2 separate regions of the Sus scrofa genome follow, and region 2 is linked to region 1. A link is a contact called in public Hi-C data. All regions are on one chromosome and are shown on one strand. The core of a region is the stretch at or near the end of the contact, and the rest is flanking DNA. Distances in the headings are between cores, read along the strand shown.

Evidence for each region. A called contact is a pair of places that touch in the nucleus more often than the background predicts.
Region 2: a Hi-C map of liver shows a contact between it and region 1, with 2.8 times the contacts expected there. The contact joins two enhancer-like sites. A contact is called at or near these places in 3 of 47 Hi-C or Micro-C datasets (liver and skeletal muscle).

The regions. Positions count from the first base shown.
Region 1 is chr15:117,710,704-117,713,403 of Sscrofa11.1, forward strand. The region is part of intron 15 of FN1 (fibronectin); the gene reads right to left. Among named protein-coding and RNA genes, the nearest start is that of FN1, 25 kb to the right of the region's middle. Within about 2 kb of position 1,443, at least 5 of the 83 cell types and tissues checked have an H3K27ac peak or open chromatin away from gene starts, as enhancers often do. A contact at or near this core is called in liver, where this site is marked.
Region 2 is chr15:118,035,614-118,038,313 of Sscrofa11.1, forward strand. No RefSeq gene overlaps it. Among named protein-coding and RNA genes, the nearest start is that of MREG, 240 kb to the right of the region's middle. Within about 2 kb of position 1,373, at least 2 of the 83 cell types and tissues checked have an H3K27ac peak or open chromatin away from gene starts, as enhancers often do. A contact at or near this core is called in liver, where this site is marked.

The DNA.
Region 1 (2,700 bases), core at 193-2,692:
TTTAAGGAGATCCTATCATCGATTCCTGATGTAAAGAAATACCTGACGTGTTTTATTTACTTTGGCGACCATGATTTTTAGGGGGAAAAGTTTATGATGCCACAGAATGTACAACATCAAGAGTCATCCCTAATGTAAACCATGGACTTTGAGGGAGAAAGTGTGAATACAGGTCCATCGACTGTAACAGATGCCCCACTCCAGTAGGGATGTTGCTGTTAGGGGCGACTGCGCGTGTGTGGGGGTTGGGGGTACATTTGAAATCTCTACATCTTCTTTCAGTTTTGCTGTGAGGCTACAACTGCTCTAAAGTCTTTTAAAAAATTATGACAGTTAAATGTCTATTAAGATAAGTTTTAGAACGAGAGCACAAATGACCTTTACTGCCTTCTGTTAAGCTTAATCCTGCTATTGAGGCCACAGGACGAGGATAGTAAAGGAGAGGAGAGGAAAAGAAACAGGTGACTTAGCGGTATTTACTCAGTAATAGAAACTACAGAAGCTTTTCTTCTGTCTAAAACTTCAAGTGCTGGCTTGAAATCCTATGTTTTCAATTGTAGTCTTGAGCCCTAGCTCATCTTTAAGAGAAGTGCACTAAACAGCCGTGGGGATGTTGCGCATGTAGCATATTTTTGTCCAGAAAGTAAAGAAACTGTGACCATTATTTGTAAGGTCAATTAAATCTCAACTATCATCCCACTTTGCTTTTGCTACATGTGATTTAAAGACAAGAAATCTGAAATGATATCACTTACATTATTTAGATTCAAAATCTTTTTTTTTTTTTTTTTTTTTTTTTTTTTGGTCTTTTTAGGGCTGCACCTGCAGCATACGGAAATTCCCAGGATAGGGGTTGAATTGGAGCTACAGCTGTTGGCCTGTGCCATAGCCACAGCAACGTGGGATCTGAGTCACATCTGTGACCTACACTACAGCTCATGGCAATGCTGGATCCTTAACCCAGTGATCGAGGCCAGGGATCAAACCTGTGTCCTCATGGATTCTAGTCAGATTCATTTCCACTGAGCCACGACAGGAGCACCTAGATTCAAAATCTTAATAATCATTTTCATATTGGTTAGTTGGTAAGACTTTTTAAAATAACCTGAGAGCAATGATTCACCATTGTGAAAACTTTATTCCTCTTATTCAAAATGATGAGACTAACAATAACAGTTAAGTAAAGATATAATACAATGTCTATATTTTTAAGACCTGTTGGAAATAAGGCCCAAATAACTAATTTCCAGTAATGGTGACCCTGGAGAAGTTAAACATTTATGAGTTTGTGACTCAGTCCTTTTTTTTTTTTTTTTTTTATTTAGTTTGCTGAGATCTATGCTTTCCTAGTTGTTTATTGACAAACCAAATGCCTCTTATCTTCAGTTAGTTTGAACAACTCCATCAGGTCCTCTGTTGGAGGAACAAACAGGGCAAGGCTCAGAGATGACCTATTGGTATTCTGTTCTTTGTCACTCTTTTACTCTTAAAGCCTCACAAGCTAGGCAGCAGCCATTGAGCAAACCAAACTTACAGATAAGTATCAGACTGCCTATGGAGGCCAATTTCCTCTCCCCTAAAGTTCCTCTCTGCTCAAAGGGCTTTACTGTTACCCTTTTAAAGGAGTAGGAACAAGGTCAACCTAGATAACTCCAACACAGAAGGACTCCCCCCCATCTGCATTTCATTTCATCTCTGGCATGTCTACCGAAAGGCTGCCAGCAAGCAGCTACATGAACAGGCTTACCTTAAAAGAGAGAGAAAAAGAAGTTCTCTCTAATTCATTGAGATCTCTTAAAACCAACACTACATCAATAACAGCCATTAACATAGACGCTAGAGGGGATTTCTTTAGAGGTATCTATCCTTTGGAAGCATCCTTAAAGAAAAAAAACCTCAACTATATACTTTCTGCAATCAGATTTTTTAAAATTATTAAATGAAAAATTATTTTAAGTGATTTTTATACTCAAATCCACCATGAAATACAATTTAAGCGCCAGGTCAACCTGTACCATGAACCTGTTAAAGCAGAGTCATCTTCTGTGGCCCAGGCAGTGTCTGAGGGCTGGGGAAAGGAGGGTCTCTTCAAAGTTCAGAAAGGGTATCTGGGTAGTTGGTATTTAGGATGCCAGATTGTTAGTTTGTTACTGCTGGAAGGAACTTTAAAGGTAATCAACTACCATCTCCCATTTTCAGAGAAGGAAATAATTAGTGAAGCTTGACCTGAATCTCTGTAGCAGCATGTACAGAACTGGAACTCATGTCTTGATAAACACTGCTGTGGGCCCTGTTGGTCCATATCTTGTTCCCTTTGATAGTGAATCTCTTATCACTTAGGGAAGGAGGGACTTAATCTTGATTTCCGTCATAGCAGATTCAGAGGTCCAGGAGGCTTTGACCTCAGTAATTGCTCAGATAACTAATGCCTAAAAGTTAGAGTTTCATAATTCTACCCATCTTATTGTAACTAACCAGCCAAACTTAAATGCAAAAACTTTTTTTCTAAAATGAATAGTACCTCCAGCTAGACATTATGTTCCGTGACCTAAAAAAAACCCGGCAATAAACATTCTCGAGTATTTGAACTGTGTGGGCAGAGAATTGACCAAGTTACTCAACTCTTGACCCAGGGTACTTTGTTCCCGACTCCTATTGATCAAACATATGGCCATTTTAGCACAAAGAGGGCCTGCATGA
Region 2 (2,700 bases), core at 123-2,622, 320 kb after region 1:
TAGCCAAATAAATTTTAATTAATACATGATGCCAGTAGCCATTCTTTGTGAGAGATCCCCCCAGAAGCAGGGCAAATGGTAGAGTATAAGAATTGGATCTAGTAGAATGGGGAGCTATAGTCAATATCCTGTGATAAACCATAATGGAAAAGAATACGAAAAAGAGTCACTTTGTTATACAGCAGAAATTAATACATTATACATCAATTATACTTCAATAAAATAAATAATTAAAAACAGAGGCAAACTATTATACCTAGAATGGATAAACAGCAAGGTCTTATTGTATAGCACAAGGAACTATATTCGATATCCTGTGATAAACCATGACGGAAAAGAATATCTAGATATAACTGAGACCTTTTCCTATGCAGCAGATACTAACACAAGATTATAAATCAACTATACTTAGATAAATTTTTTTTAAATAAACAAGAATTAGAGCTAGTAAACAACGACCCTCCCCATCTGTAGGTTTCCCATACAATGGCAACTTGGGAGGTTCACCTAAGTGAAAAGGGGGGGTCAGATCTGGGGAGAGTGAGCCTGGGGAGGCAGCAGCCTTGATGGATAAGCAGATGAGCACCAAGCAAAAGGCAAAACACAAGTTCAGAACCAAGTAGCCTATTTGGATGATGATCAAAATAGGGGAAGTCTGGAAGCTACATATGAAGTTTTAGCCAAGAAACTAAAGTTCAGAGGAATGACCTTAGGCTTAAACAAACTGAGACTCAGGGCAGAGAAAGAACTCCAGAGTGACAACACAATGACTCAGTTGAGTCACAGGTCAATGCAGAAGCCAAGTTACCAGAATCGGAGCATCAGGTTAGAGCAGGGGGATTCATAGTGCATGGCCTGCCATGCTGGACTCAATTTCCCAATGAGGGGTGAGTCTGGACCAGGAGCCTGGAGGGTCAGGCTAAGGTTGTAGGCAGGGTTCTGGGGACAAGGCAGCCAGGGCTCTCACTGTGATTTCCCAGCATTTTGTGCCACAATGTCACAGGCCTGGGGCCTCTGCTCAGCCGCTGAGCTGCCAAGAAGAAAGGGCATCAGGGAAGCATGAAGTAGGTCAGAGGAAGGGGCACTGACATCAGCCTGCAGCCCTCGTCCTGCACGTAGCAGCATGTGGGGGGGAGGAGAGGGAGAACTGTATTGGTTGGTCAGTTTCTTCATGGCAACTCACAAATCTAGTCCAAGACAGATAAAAATGAAGCACATGGGAATTTCCTAACTTTCTGACTCACAAATATTACCAATATGTAGATCAGATGGAGACAGAAACCCCAAGTCACACTTGCCAGTCTCTAAACACTGCTTCCTACCTGCTGGACTGGCCCTCCAGGAAGAAAGATCTTCCAAAGGTCAGCTAAACGGGGCTTGACCTATTGCTCAGTAAGCAATAGGCCAAATGGAAACCCAGTATGTAATCAGCTTTCCCATATCTCTCCAGCTTAAAGGAATTAATCACACACCTGGAGATGCTTGGTCAAATCTTATGATAGATTATAGATTAACTATCCCAGTCCTATCCTCTCTTTAGTACCCTCTCCCATCCCTCTGCTCGGTTACCCTCTTGACAGGATATGACTGGGGTTCCCCAAGATCAAGGATAAAGCTATAATTCTTGTAGGGTGCATGCTTCTGATGGGCTAAGACTAACATTCAGAAAGGAGAGCCTGGACGTGTCGGCCTATCCATGGGAGGAAGGAGAGGATTAGCCGTGCATTCTGAGACAGATCTGCAATCTGGTCCCAGTATACACCATGACTGGTTCATTTAGCAGTTGGCAAAGGGAGAGGTAATTCTTAATGACTATTTCTATGAGGGCCCCAGGACTAGGTTTATCAGCATGTGCATCCCCAGATTTTAGCTGTGGTTGGTGAGGGGAAGGGGCAGGTAGAGGGAACTGAGGCAATTGTAGAATAGAAATAATTTAGGGATTCAGTGTAAGGTCAAAAGAGTTTGTCACCAGACCTCACGAAAGAAATAAAAATGTCTTCTTTCTTCCCTCTTTATTTAATTAATTTATGTATTTATGGCTGTACCCATGGCAAATGGAAGTTCTCAGTCCAGGGATGGAGACTAGGGGTCAAATTTAAGCCACAGCAGTGACCTATACCACAGCTGCGGAAATGCCAGATCCTTAACCCACTGCAGTAGGTCAAGGATTGAACACTTGCCTCCACAGCAACCCAAGCTGCTACAGAAACACAGCTGGATCCTTAACCCACTGCACTGATGTGGGAACTCCCTCTCTTTCCCTTTTAATTCACCTTTACTGGTGAGCTTCATAAATTTACTTTTTTTCAAGCTGTATTTGGTAAAACTGTGAGTGGCTATAAGAAGGAAAGAAAGTAAACATAAATCATCCCCCATCTCTTCATCCCCTGCATATTGCATTTTCATGCTGAGGGGTGGATGAAGGCAAAGTGTTAAATTATTACGAGTTGCACCATCAACGCTCCTGTGTTAGGAGGTGCCTTAGTCAGTTTGGACCGCTAGAACAAAAATATCATAGATTGGGTGGCTTAAACAACAAACATCTGGAGTCCAGGACCAGGGTGCCAGGTGCTTGGGTTCTGGTGAGGACTCTCTTTCTGGTTTGCAAATGACCATCTTCTTGCAGAGAGCAGAGAGAGGAAGCAAGCTCCCTAGAGTCTCCTCTTATAAGGGTACTAATTCCATTCATGAGGGCTCCTC